Linked DNA regions of Rattus norvegicus: region 2 is linked to region 1. The links are chromatin contacts, called in public Hi-C maps. All regions are on one chromosome and are shown on one strand. Each heading gives the region's core, a stretch centred on a gene start, on an enhancer-like site or on the middle of the called end of the contact. The rest is flanking DNA. Distances are from core to core; before and after follow the strand shown. Region 1 holds the start of Dpf2 (double PHD fingers 2). Region 2 holds the start of Mrpl49 (mitochondrial ribosomal protein L49).

Region 1 (7,025 bases), core at 3,461-5,960:
GCTAAGCTTGGGCTCCTGCACATGAGGCAACCACTGTGACTGAGCTACACCCCCAATGCTTCTTGTGTATTGTTTTGAGGCAGGGTCTTATGTAGCCTAGGCCGGCCTTGAACTCCTGATCCTCCTGTCTATGCCTTCTGAGTGTTGGGGTTATTGGTATACACCGCACTTCAACTCAACAGTTGCTTTGTCTGTCGTCTTCCTGTTCCTCACGTATGTGTTCCTTTATTTCAGCTTCTCAACTCTGGACTAAGGAGAGAATCTTGGAACAAGAGCAAAACACATCGCTGCTGAGATCTCACCTTTCTGCCTCCGGTTCTCCAACAGGAATTTCATCCACCTGGAAAGAGAGTGGGGTGCGTTCACGACCCTGTTTTTGTTGGCCTTTAACTTGTTCTGATATCTTGGGCCAACTTGATCACATCTCACCCTCCGGTTTTTGTTTTGTTTTTGGCAACAGTGGACATTGGCCTCTGGAGCCTGTCGTAGGCAGACAGTGTTGAGAGGCACTGAGGACTGAGCAGCCAGGACTGTGTGCTGAAGTCACCATGTCCACCAAGGTCCCCATCTATTTGAAACGTGGCAGCCGCAAAGGCAAGAAAGAGAAGCTTCGGGACCTGCTCTCCTCAGACATGATCAGCCCGCCACTTGGGGACTTCCGTCACACTATTCACATTGGCAGTGGTGGTGGAGATGACATGTTTGGGGACATCTCCTTCCTTCAGGGCAAGTTCCATCTCCTTCCAGGAACAGCAGTGGAAGAGGCTGAGGAGGATGGCAGCTTCGACCTTCCCTTCCAGTTTACCCGCACTACCACGGTGTGTGGGCGAGAGCTCCCTGGCGGGCTGTCACCTTTGCTCAAAAATGCCATCTCCCTTCCAGTAATTGGTGGACCTCAGGCCCTCACTCTGCCCACAACCCAGGCTCCACCTAAGCCTCCGCGCCTGCACCTTGAATCACCACAGCCTTCTCCAAAGTCCTCCCCACAGGAGGCAGGCAATGTGGACATCTGGAGGGTTCCAGAGGCTGGCTTGCCCCACAATGGGATGAGCCCTGAGCCAGAGGCCGAGGAGCCCTTCCTGTCCCATGCCAGCTCTCTGCTGTCCCTGCATGTGGACCTGGGGCCTTCTATCCTGGATGACGTCCTCCAGATTATGGATCAGGACCTAGGCCGTGTACAGATCCCCACATAAGACCCTTGGCTGATCAGGCAGGTCACCCAGGCTGTGGTGATGCCTGGAGACATCTATGGACAATGGCCCTAACCTAGGAGTCAGGGTCTCAGGTCACACCTATGGGTGCTGGCCAGTGACTGTCATTTTGAGCCTTTGTTTTCCCTACTCTCAATGGACAGAGTATATCTTTGTTTTCATCTAACAACATCCACAGGGGACCCATGCAGAAGTTGCCCTAGAGACTGCTGAGTCTCTTTGGTCATTTGACCCGCACTGTCAACTGCCCCCTTTCCCTCAGGTCCCTTGTGGGGAAGACTCTGCTAAAATGGAGCCCGCCTCCTCTCCAACTACCCTCCATGTCAGCATCATTGGGTATGCTTCCCACCGGTCTGTGTGTGCTGGTCCATAAAGCATGCTATCTCCTGTCTTGTGTCCTGTTCTGTCCCTTCCTCACATGACCAGGGGATTCTGGTTGCAATAAAACGTGCTGCTGCTGTTGGCTGAGCATCCTGTTCCCTTTTGCTGGGTTTCCTCCTGAAGGTGGGCCAGTCTCCATGAACGCTGTGCTACATGGGAACAGCCCACCCTAGAAGATTCTGTAGCGGTTGGACCTTCCCTCCAGGGTTTATACTGCACCCACAGTGGGAAGGAAATAGACTAATCTGCCCTGGTTACTTTGTCGCTGTGACAGATACCTGATGAAAACAGCTTCTGGAAGGTTTACCTTGGTTCCTGGTTCCTGGGTACAGTCCAGTCCATTATGTCGAAGAGATATGAGAGCAGGCTTGAGGCAGCCAGTCACCTTGTGTCCACAGCCAGGAAGCCAAAAGTGATGACTGTGGGTGTTTCAATTACTTTCTCTTTTATTCAGTCTGGGACTTCAGTCCATGGGATGGTGCCACCCACAGTCAGGGTGGTCTTCCCCCCACCATTAACTAGATCTAGAAAGTCCTTCACAGATATCTCCAGAGTTTCCATACTAAGTCTGATCTCATTAAGTTGACCACCAAGACTAACTACCATCCAAACCAAGTATCCATGGTGGCTATTGGACATTGATTTAGATGTGTGGCAGGGAGGGGCTGGCAGGGGCTGGAGAGAGATGGCCCACTAGCTAAGAATGCTAGCTGTTCTTACAGAGGGACTGGGCTCAGTTGATGTGGTGCTGTGGATTGAACTCAGAACGTCTTCCATGTTAGGCTGGTACTCTTATCAACTGAGCTACATGTTTGTCCTTCAATTAATGCTATGCCATAGTTTTTAAATTACAAAAGCTTGAGATGAGCTGATAAGGGAATGGCCACAGGAATGGGAAGAAGCTCTGTACTTGCGGTAAGACCTTCGTGTTTTCTGACAGGAAGAAAGATGCACTGTCCTGTGTATCTGTGGGTTCTGCATTCATGAACTGGGCAGACCGTGGGTCCGTATACTTTTTTTAAAAATTGCAGAGGACTAGAGATGGCTCACTGCTTAAGAGAATTGGCTCCTCTTCCAGAGGATGAGGGTTCAATTCCCGGAACCCAAAGGACAGCTCACAACCGTATGATGCCCTCTTCTGGTCTTCCTACCACCCCACACCCCAGCATCAAGCACATAAGTGATTCACAGACAATTCCTGCAAACAAAACATTCATACGCATAAAATCAAATTTAACAAAAAAACCCCGCACTTGAGAGAGATGTCTCAATGGTTAAGAGTATTTGCTGTTCTCCAGAGGACACATACAGAATACATTCACACACACATACACAAACTAAATCTTTAAAAAAACAAACAGCAGATGCCCATGCCTTTAGTGCTAGTACTTGAGAGGCAGAAGCAGGTGGATCTTTGTGAGTTTGAAGCTAACCTGGTCTACATAGTGAGTTCAGGTACAGCCAGGGCTATGTAGACAGACCCTCTTTCTTTTTTCTTTCTTTCTTTCTTTTTTTTTTTTCTTTTTTTCGGAGCTGGGGACTGAACCCAGGGCCTTGCGTTTGCTAGGCAAGTGCTCTACCACTGAGCTAAATCCCCAACCCCGACCCTCTTTCAAAAAACAAAAACAAATACAAATTTTAAAAGCCAGTGTACTGGGGTTGGGGATTTGGCTCAGTGGTAGAGCGCTTGCCTAGCAAGCGCAAGGCCCTGGGTTCGGTCCCCAGCTCCGAAAAAAAAAAAGAAAAAAAAAAAGCCAGTGTACTGTAGGAACACTTGACATTGTTAGCTGTCCATTAAACACTTGTGTGTACTTTGGGACTTCCTTTTGATTGTGGTATAGTTGAAGGTATGGTGCCTAGACAAGCTAAGGAGGGAAGGTCCTTCTATTTCTAGCTACCTCAGTGTAAGGAGGTGCCTGAGGTCAATGAGTTCAAAGCTTCAGGTTACCACTCTGACACAGGAGTTCCATGTATGGCTGGTGTCTGTCCCAGAACCCAAGGCAATAATGTCCTCTACCTGTGGCTCCTCTAGCTTCAGCTCAGGTCTCGGGTGAGACTGCATGAGTAAGAATGTAAGAAAGGTGCCTCTCTTTTACCCTACCCCACCCCGCCAGGAGAGAAGCTACACCAGCACTGAGGCTGCAGGAAAGTGAGAGAATACAGACTCTGCCAGGGCCTGCCGTTAATACTGCATACAGCTGGTAGCCATGTGTAAGCTTTGGGGATCTGTGTGGTTTCAATATGGTTGGCCCAGGGAGTGGCCTTGTTGGGGGAGGTGTGTCACTGTGGGGGTAGGCTTGGAGAGACCTTCCTCCTAGCTACCTAGAAGCCAGTCTTCTCCTGTTTGTCTTCTGAAGAAGATGTCGAACTCTCAGCTCCTCCAGAGCCATGCCTACCTGAATGCCATGATGATAATGGATTGAACCTCTAAAACTATAAGCCAGCCCCAATTAAATACTGTGCTTTATACGAGTTGCCTTGGTCATAGTATCTCTCCACAGGCGTGGAAACCCTAAGATAGGGTTCCATTGAGCCAGGGTGTCAAGAAGTAGGTCAAAAGAACTGTGGGATCCTGGAGTTGGAGTTACAGACAGTTCTGAGCCTCTATGTAGTGTAAGCTTAGGTTTTTCAAAGCCTACTTTATTTAGGGTTCTTAAATGCTTCAACCTCCCTTTTAGCCCACCGACGAGAGGTAGGGAAAAAGGCAGATTAATAGGCAAAGGGGGTTGCGGACAGAGGTACCTAAAGGACTGGGTACCTCCCTGACCTTTCCAATCCTTCCCTGTGAGTCAATCATGTGTCTAACGGTCAGCTAGGCAGGACACTGTTGCTCCTTCTAGCTCATCTGCCTGGCCTATTCACTTACCTTTCTCACTTTCCAACCAAGCCTTCCTGAGGCTCTACTAAATGGAGGGGAGACAGATCTCCAGAATGAGCTGCAGAGGGCGCATAGTTTTCCAATCGCGCCTGCGCATCGGGATCCCCTAGGCTCCAGGTCGGGTCGTTTTTTTTTTTTTTTTTTAGCGCTCGCCCTCGTGAGCCTGTGCGTGCGCGCACCCTCGGGCTGCGCCTGCGCAGAGGATCGAGGACCGTGTGTCCTGAGAAGGCTTAGCGCCTGCGCGTTGCGGGCTTCGGGGCCTCCCGGCCTGAGGGAGAGGAACTGGGAAGATGGCGGCTGTGGTGGAGAATGTAGTGAAGCTGTGAGTGGTCTTCTTTTTTCTTTTTCTTTTTAAAAATCTCTCCTGTACAGGAAATCTTGTAATGGGGCCTGGGAGTAGAGAGGGAAGTGCGGGAAGAGAAAAGACAGAGAGAAGGACATGCCCGGGAAGTCCTTGCTGTGCGACTGCTGGTAGGGAGGGCAACAGGAGACTCTGGAGAAGGCGCTGGGCTTCTTTTGGAAACTTGTGGAGACCGGGAGGGGGGCACACTAGAGTCCCCGACGAGCGTCCTTCTCGCGGGCCGAGCCCCGAGCGGAGCTGCGGACTGCGAACGAGAGGCTCACGGTCCCTGGCCCCTCAGTCCCGTCGCGCTGAGGCCGGCGGCCCTGGGAGATCGGGGTCCCCTCTCCGCCCACCGCCCTCCCTGGGACTACAGGCTCCGCCGTACCTGCTGGGATCCTAAGATTTAAGCAGCCCGGTGACATTAACCGGGAAATCCGGGGTACACGAAACTAAAACTGTTCTTGGGAAGAATTGTTCCAAGAGCAGATACAGAAGGGAAAGAACTTCTGGGAGTGGGCAACTAGACCGGAACCAGACGGCCTTCTGGTCCGCAGGAGCCCCGAAGTGGGCGTTCTCTGTACCCTAGATGCCATTGTGCGGGTCAGATTTCGAGCAGAGCTGAAGTTAACGGTTGTTGGGAAACACTGGGAACGGGGACTGGCCTGTTAGCCGCTTCCCCCGAGTTAGAGGTGTTTGGGGTTTTGATGAGTCTCCTCCTTCCTTCTTGAAGAAGAATCGAGAGTTTTGGAACGGGGTTAAAAATGCCCGTTGGGCTTAAGAATGGCCTTTTCTTCCTTTAATGGCCATGTTGGGCGTGATGTAAGAATAGAAAAATGGAAGTGTTCAGGTGTCCAGTCAAAGCTTTTGGATTCTGGATGGCAAAGTAATGGTTTAGGAACTATTCTGGAGGACTTTTCGCAGCTTCATCTGTCTTTGTCGTGGGCTGAGCCCCCATAGTCCCAAGAGGCTTTTTTTTTTAAGGTTAAGTTGCTTCTCCCCCGCTGCTTGGAGCCCTTTTCTTCGAGAATGCTTTCCCACCTCCATTAAGCTAAGTGCCTTCTCTTGTGGCTTTTTTTTTTTTTTTTTTTTTTTTTTTACTTGCTTTTGGCTTCATCCTGCTGCCTCTTTCAACCACCCCTCCTCCCAACACTATTATCCTTATGATCTGCCCCCTCCGGCTTCCCCAGCCCTCTTTAGGCTGACATTTCCCTTAATTTAGAAATGAAGCTGTTAATTTAACATTTTTATGGTTCTCCTTCTAGACTCAGCTGTTAGGTCTTTGTTACTCTGCCTTTCTTTGTTGACCTCCCCTATTCCTGGTGGAAGGGGAGTTGTCCTGTGCCCCCACTCCTACCCCACAGGTTTCCTGTGAAAAGAGGAGCCACAGCTTTTACCCTGGAAATCTTACTTTCTAGAAGAACGTGTTGCCTAGGTTTTCAGAATTACATGTTAATGGAGCTCTTCATATTGAAAGATGGTCTTGCGGAGAATGGAGTTGCCAACCCATTGGTGTAGTATTTTAAGTGTTGGTTCCCATTTAAATAGAGCAGTGCTGTTCCTGCCTCTTTAACCAGTCAATGGTTCCTAGTGTCAGCGAGGTACTGAGTTGATTCTTCCCATTTCTAGGTGCAGAAGACTAGACATCACTAACACGTACCTCACAGAACTTTCCCTTTATAGAGAAGACTTTGATTCTCACACCATTCTCACTTTGGAAAGATGCCTTTCTGATACTTTCTTTTTTATTATAGTGTGCTTAAGTCTTCTGGCAGCTGACATCACTCATTGAGGGAAAGACCACTAGTTCATCTTTTTCTTTGATTTTTGCCTTGTGAGAAGACTTTGTCTTAATTTTCTGCTTTTCTCAAATACATTATCATGGTTGACATAGTCTTTAGAGTATAGAGTAAATACTAGTCTAAAAAATAACCATGACTACCAACTAGTTTTTAAAACTTTATATGAGTTATATAAGGCTATCTGTAGAATAACAGAAGCTTGAAATTTTTTGCTACAGAGTCTTGAATTCATGTATTCTCCCCTTTGCTGCTCTCTTCACACACACACGCACACGCACATGGGCACACATACATGTACATAATTTCTTCTGGCCATTTCTCCTACTAGAGCACTTGCTTCACCTTCTAGAATCTTACCTGACCTGCAGGAGCCGATTGGACATTCCAGTCATTCCTCCAGGCCTTCTTCAGCC
Region 2 (7,172 bases), core at 15-2,514, 150 kb before region 1:
TGCCCTACACAACTCTTCTTCCCCATCAATTCTTGAGCTTTCTGATGACAAGTTGGACCCAACAAGTAATGAAACAGAGTTGCATAGATTTAGAGAATGGTCACAAAATAGCTGTCCATGGTTGCTCCCATCTCCAAGTCACAACCAGTTTATTCAGCGCTGAAGGTTGGTATATACAAAGAAGTCCATACTCTCAGCTATCGTTCTACATACAGAACAGACAGGAGCATACCGAGAACCTAGTAAACCAGACTTTGATCCGCCTGGCTCTCTGCCTCCCAAGAAGTAAGATTAAAGGTGGGCTACCACCAGGTTTGGAGAATTTAGTGGGGACACTGAGAACCTCAGTCTGGTTAAAGACAAGTATCACTATGTTCTAATGTCCCTAAATGAGCTGTCATACGGTTTAACTACAAACATTCCATTAACTCAGTGAAAAAGCACTCACCTCCCAGCATGCGGCCAGCTACCTCCAGAGTGGTCAGGGCCTCTACACCACACTGGCCTAGGGTGGCCTCATCCTCCAGCGGCGAGCCTGCCAGAAGCACGACTTGATCTTCGGGGGCAATGCCTTCCAGTGAGGCCACATGAGCCTAAAAGCAAAAGAGAGGCAATGTTTAAAAGTAGACAGACTTTCTCCGTAGGTCTGGGAATAAAAGGGCAAAGTTAGGTGGGACCAAGGATCTTTACATACTTTGATCTGGGCGACCGTCTCCTGGCCGGTCACCTCGAGGGTGTGTAGTTCCTGGGCGCGGACAAAGAGCTGCATGTTGGCTACTGAAGAAAGAAAGGCTTGTGAGAGAAAATAAGGAGCGTTCCAGGAGAAAGGTCGGGGCATAGGAATCAGGGCAGAGGACTGCGCGGTCTCACATGCGGAAGGCCGGGCTCGTCAGGGACCCGGATGAAAACGGAGACAAGGCCGCAGAATCGCCCGTGTCCTTTGCCTTCCCCGCACCCTCTGTGCTCAAAGACCGCTTACTACCGCGTGCTCCAGGCCCAGCCGCACCCCTTGTCTCACCTTACCCGCGGACGCCGCTGCTGCAACCGCGAAGATGGAGTCAAGAAAGAGGAAGGAGCGGGGGCGCGCACGTCCTCACCGCCTGCTGCGTGCCACGTCACTACTGCGCGACCGCGCGGATCGTTGGTTGTTTGTACCGCCTACCGCCGTCCTAGGCCGCCCCTTACGCTTTACGCAGGCGTTCGTTCATTGGGGCTGCGCGCGCAGGAAGAGGCGGGGCGAGTTCGGCTGCGCGCGCAGATGTCACTCATTGGAGGAGCAAAGATGGCAGCAAATGTATTCCGAGTCATTCTCCATGACTGGAAGACTTGCGTGCGGTGGAGCTACGGGCGACGGCAGCTGGTGAGAACCCGGAGGACAAAAGGCAGTGTGTGAACCTCACTGTTACTCATGAACTTTGTATTCCCTCACGAGGCCTTAGTTTTCCTGTGTACTCCAGCTGATACTTGTCTGGAGGGTAGATGCAAGGTGGAGAGGGCAGGTTCAGAGTCTGGGTTTTGGAATGTGGCTGCCGCATCCCTCCAGTTGGTTAAGACGTGAGAGCAGCTGTATGTCCCCGCTCGATCAAGCATGTCATTCGTCTCAACACCATATTTAGAGAAAAATACTGAAGGATACTGTATTGGTCAATCGTTTAATTAATCGACTTTTCAGGAATATGCACGTTTGCTGTTTGAGTCCTGGAGAAGTCTTGGGATTCTGACTGGGAGTTGTTTTTTCAGCCCCCCACCCCCATTCTCCTATCATGCACACTGAAAAATCGAAGTCTGGTGCTTTCCCAGTTCCAAGTTTTATTCATGCTATTTCTTTTTAAACTGAAGTTCTGTGTTGATTAAACTAAAGGAAAGATGGTTTGTTTGTTTGTTTTGCCTTAGAGCCAGACCCAGGGGCCTCCTGATAACCCCAGCTTTGTGGAATCTGTGGATGAATACCAGTTTGTGGAGCGCCTGCTCCCCCCTACCAAAATCCCAGAGCCACCAAAACATAAACATTATCCCACTCCTAGTGGTTGGCAGCCTCCCAGAGGTGAGTCAAGTGATAAAGGCTTTGGACTTTCCAGTGGGCTTAGAAGTTCTTAGATGTAGGAGGGTTAGTATTGTCTTAAGCCCAGGAAAGGGACCAGCAGTAGCACCCTATGTTACTGGGGTGAACTTCCCTTGTGGTGAAAAAGCAGAGAAGACTCCTGTGTTTGGAGTTCTCTCCTTCCAGTCCAACTGACCATGGGTAACAGAGAATGCAGTTTAGCAGACAGGAAAGTGTCTGGAGCGCCTGTTTTGAATTTGGGTCTGTCCTTCATTGGTGTGACTTCTTTAGTCATTTAGCTGCTCTTAACCTCGAATTCAGGAAAATGGGTATCATCTGCTCAGTATGTAAAATCTTAGCACAGAGTCCAGTGTGTGATTCTGTTTTTAAAGTCTTATTGCCAGTGCAAAGTTTAGGACAGTTGGAGCTTCAGAGAGACTTTGTCTCAAACAAACAAAGGGGGCTGAAGAGATTGCTCATTGGTTAAGAGCACTAGCTCCTCTCCCAGTGAACTCAGGTTCAATTCCCAGCACCCACCATCCTGGCAGCTTATAACCGTCCATATAGAACTCCAATTCCAGGTGATCCGACAGCCTCACACAGACATAGGTATGTAGGCAAGTCACTAATTCACATAAAAACCAGAATCCCTTTAACTCCTCTTTGTTCAGAAGTTGTCAGCCTCACTGGGTCAGTGGGAAAGGAGAGAGTATTCCTCGATTGAGGGTTGGGGTGGGGAGTCCCCAAAGATGCAGAGAGATACATACACTCTAGTAAACTGTTTTTGTGGCTTTCTTCCCCCCCCCCCCCCCCCCCAGAGCTGGGGACTGAACTCAGGGCTTTGAACTTGCTAGGCAAGCGCTCTACCGCTGAGCTAAATCCCCAACCCCTGTTTTTAAAGAAGTGTCTGTGCAACCCTGACTAGCCTGGTCTTTAATCTGTAGGTCAGACTGGCTCCAAACTCCAATTCCTCCGCTGGGATTAAAGGAATCTGCTACTGTGCCTGCCTTCATTTGTTTTCTTTCATTTGTAAATAGGGTTTCTCTGTGTAGCTCTGACTGTCCTGGAACTTTGTAGATCAGACTGGGCTCACAGATACATCTGTCTCTGCCTCCAGAGTGCTGGGATTAAAGGTGTAGGCCAAGATGCCCAGCTTCTGACTTATAGGCTTGAATAAGCATTTATTCGTGCCTAGCTTTGTTGTTCTTGAGCACTTAGATGGTAGCAGGTCTGTGTGGGACCTTAGAAGACCAAGGTGAAAATTCAGCCTTGACTCTTAGGAAAGACAGAGGAAACGCTCTCATCCGAAATCTGAGGCAGTATTGTCCAGTAGGATTTAATACGCGCTATAGCAAGTACAGCAGGCCTATAATCCTAGAATTTGGGAGGTGGGGACAGGATTACAAGTTCAAGGTCGGGGGTTGGGGATTTAGCTCAGTGGTAGAGTGCTTGCCTAGCAAGCGCAAGGCCCTGGGCAGGGCCCTGGGTTTGGTCCTCAGCTCCGGGGGGTGGGGTACAAGTTCAAGGTCTTAACTACATAGTTTGAAACCAATAAGCCCCGACAGAGCCCTTTGCAGCTTTTGTGCAGGGGAAGGCCTTGTTGAGGTGGGTGAGGCTATAAGCTTTTTATTCTGTATTCCTGTATAGATCCCCTTCCCAGCTTGCCCTACTTTGTTCGTCGCTCTCGGATGCACAACATCCCTGTCTATAAGGAGATCACACATGGCAACCGACAGATGACCTTAATTCGCAAGGTAGAAGGTGACATCTGGGTAAGTGGCTTGGGTGTGTGCCTGATTTCTTCCAGGGCTGAAGGGGTGGGATCCTGTAATAAGAAACTGGTGACTAGAGTTTATCTTTCCCCAGGCTCTACAGAAGGATGTGGAAGAATTTTTGAGCCCATTGCTGGGAAAGACGCCTGTCACCCAGGTTAATGAGGTGACAGGTACTCTTCGAATCAAGGGCTACTTTGATGAGCAACTTAAAGCCTGGCTTCTTGAGAAAGGCTTCTGAGGCCTGATGGTCAGCCCATGTGGCAGTGCTCTCCACAGACTGGCATCCAGAGAGGAAGTGGACTTGGAATCTCTGGAATGGGACACAAAGAACAGAATTTATTCTTAGGATGAAAGGGCTTTGAGATAAGGCCTTGCTTTCGTCAAGGGGGAGTAGACCGGTATGTATAGGTATCCACTTGAAAGCTGTCCAACACAGGAGGCCACAGCAACCATCAGGCTAACAAGGCAGACATGACTGCTGTACAGACAATCTCTTGTGCATTCTGTGGAAGCATCACCTGTCAATAAAAAGCTAATGGCCAGTGAGCTAGAGGCAGGATTAGATTGTGGGAAATTGGACAGGGAACTCTAGATGGGAAGCAAGATGTATGAAACTGAAAGGTAACTAACCAGCCATGTGGCAGACATAGAATAGTTTTAATGGGTTAAATGAGTTGTGAACTAGTGGGAACAAGCCTTGTTTAAGGCCTAACAATGAGCCCGTCAGTCATAATTCAGGAACTAAGACACCAGTGGAAAAGCCTGAGATTACAAACTGCCGTGCCTTTATAAACTGGCACACATTTCTTTATGTCAGCCATTCTGGAAGCAGCCACCCAACCCTGTTCTGGGGGCTTCACAGGGTAGACCCCTCAGAGAATCCATCCTTGGCCTGGAGCTTTTGCTATAGATGGGGCATGGTGGAGGCTATGGAGAACAGATGACACAGTGCAGGACAATGACGTGGACTGGAGTGGATGAGACAGACAAAATGTCTTAGGTACTAAGTGCTGTACTAGGTAGGGTTGGGGAATCACCCTGTGACCTGGAATCAACTATGTAAGTGTTTGAAGACAAAATGCAGACCTTCCACTTCTGGCACTCCCCCCACAAGTCATATGTCTAACCCACCATTAAACTGGATAAACAATGTTAAACAGTGTTCATACATAGTGCCTGGCTACCCTGTCTGACCTCAGACCTAAGGTAGAGAGGTACCAACCTCCCAGTGCTCTCTAGTTGAATGATTTCAGCATCCTAATCCCAGAAACCGCAGGCTATTCCTAAGTCTATAGACTGAGCAAGTAAAAGGAGCTCAGCCCTGATCCTAGGTGACAAGTTCCACCAGTCATTAATGCAAGGTTTTATTTAGCTGTATATACAATTTAAGCTATTAAAATTTATACAATATTTACAAATTAAATAATCATCTGAAACTCTCCAGAAACTCCTGTAACACAAAACCAAAAGAAAGCAGCAGCTAGGCCTTGGCTCCGTGGTCCCCTCCTGGCCCAGAGCTTTTCTAAACTGGAAAGTCCAGGTACCTAGCCCCATACTGCTCCTTCCTGGGGTCAAGCATTCAAATTCGAAAGACAAATTTAAGCCCAAAGCCACTAGGTACAGAAATAGTTCCAATCCTGAACTCAAGTCCCACAGGTTGGAGGTGGCCTGCCTTGGGTTCAGGGGAGCAGTGGTTTAAGGAGCAGCACACCCTTAGCCAGGCCCACCAGGCAGTGGCTGCTGGGTGAGATGGGGAAAGAGGCTGGGGAGGGGCAGGGCAGGGTCCCTCAGTGCTGCCCGCCTGTGCCCCACCCCCAGGCACTCCTTTCCCTGAGTTGTGTGGTTGCCAGTAAGACATGGAAATGCCACAGGGCTTAGGGGGCACAGCCACCATCACAAAGGGGGTTCTGGGAAGATGGGTAGAGGAAAAGAGACTGGTACCAGTCTTGGCAGAGAGTGGGGCAAGGTCCTGGTCTGTCTTCAGCCCCTCTGGGTTTCCACACTTGGGAACAGAAGCTAATACTGTTCGGCACTGCAGCATGGTCCCATACTCACAAGCAGGGCTTAGAGGGGCTTCACCTTCTCCCTAAAAGCATGGGAGAGGCTTGCCAGAGGCTCAGCTTCTACTTTCAAGGCCCCAGTAGAACATAGCAGAAGTAGAGGAGGAAGGTTAGAACTGACCAACACCCCCGTGGCTGCCAGGGGCACTGGGGTGGATCAACTGGAAGCCCAGACACTTGATCCTCAGAGATCCTGCCAAGTCTTTCTCAACTGGGGTTACTACTCCCTGGTGCAAACAGAGAGGGAGCTGGCACTTGGTGGCAGGACGTGTTCCAGTGAGGGCTACTCAAGAGAGCAGGGCCAGATCTGGGCAGTGTCAGTGGGCAACGGGAGACTCGAGCTTCTGCAGGCGACGCCGGCGGAGTTCTGCAGCATCAGGCTCTCCATCCTCAGGAAGCTCTTCTGCAGTGCTCACTGACTCAGGAGCTAGGAAGAGAGCAGAAGTGAAACCCAGAGAACCCTTCATCCCATCCCTAAAGGTTACTTACTTACCAGGAGGCTTTTCAGCTTCAGGAATTGGTGGGGAGGCTCCCAGGGATGGGGCAGGAGCCTCAGAGCTGGGGACGCTGGTGGAAGGGGTAGCAGATACCACTGTAGAGGCAGTCTCTTCAGTGGGGTTCACTGAAGTAGCTGGCCTGGGGGGGCTGGCAAGAAAAAGGACAAGAGTTTTGACCTCGTGGATTCTAAGTCACTTGCAGGCAGACAGCTGACGCTTTCCTGTCACTCCCATCTTCACTGAGAGGTGGGCACTGTAGAGGGTGTTTACTGAGGTCAGAATGCCCAATCCTTGGACTCCAGCTTCCTGCCAGCCCTCTGCACGTGTCACCTGGCTAGGAATTTGGTTGTTATCCTAACGTACAGGAAGTCTTCATGCAAGTGGTGATACTAGCACTTGAACATGGGCTGGCTTCAGGTGACTTTCTGCTATCTGCTCCCTCAGTGTCAGGAGGTGCCAGTGTCAGCACTGGCAGACGTGTGAGGTCGGAGCTATAGCAGCGAATGTCAACAATAATTGAACTTAGAAGAAACAAGTAAATGTCACCATCAGCCTACTAATACACTGCTCCTACATGGCCATGGATGCACTTCCTGGAATGAAGGATAGAAGCAGCCAGCATGGCCAAAAGCTCTGGTACGTGCCTGTAGACAAGTGGCCTGAGGCAGCAGAATGTATTACAGGGTACATGGAACACAAGTGAGCTCTACTAGAATCTGGCATGCGTACCCCAGGGAGGCCAGGACAGTGAGGTACTGGTTGATTTGCAGCATGGCGGCGTCCAGTAGTGTGTGTATGT

The links. Hi-C and Micro-C count contacts between places; a contact is called where the count stands out from the background.
Region 2: a Hi-C map of psoas muscle shows a contact between it and region 1, with 2.2 times the contacts expected there. The contact joins the promoter of Mrpl49 here to the promoter of Dpf2 in region 1. A contact is called at or near these places in 5 of 12 Hi-C or Micro-C datasets (the A7r5 cell line, frontal cortex, kidney and 2 more).

The regions. Positions count from the first base shown.
Region 1 is chr1:212,625,974-212,632,998 of GRCr8, reverse strand. It overlaps Dpf2 (double PHD fingers 2), which reads left to right and starts at 4,710. Exons shown (of 11, transcript NM_001108516.1): 1 at 4,710-4,792. The coding sequence starts at 4,761. Cdc42ep2 (CDC42 effector protein 2) reads left to right here. Exons shown (of 3, transcript NM_001009689.1): 2 at 235-356; 3 at 461-1,679. The coding sequence starts at 549. The coding sequence ends at 1,193.
Region 2 is chr1:212,773,419-212,780,590 of GRCr8, reverse strand. It overlaps Mrpl49 (mitochondrial ribosomal protein L49), which reads left to right and starts at 1,264. Exons shown (of 4, transcript NM_001047883.2): 1 at 1,264-1,360; 2 at 1,894-2,044; 3 at 3,689-3,813; 4 at 3,908-5,234. The coding sequence starts at 1,283. The coding sequence ends at 4,054. Fau (FAU ubiquitin like and ribosomal protein S30 fusion) reads right to left here and starts at 1,078. Exons shown (of 5, transcript NM_001012739.1): 1 at 1,019-1,078; 2 at 695-777; 3 at 449-593. The coding sequence starts at 769. Syvn1 (synoviolin 1) reads right to left here. Exons shown (of 16, transcript NM_001100739.1): 14 at 7,103-7,172; 15 at 6,370-6,521; 16 at 5,165-6,291. The coding sequence ends at 6,194.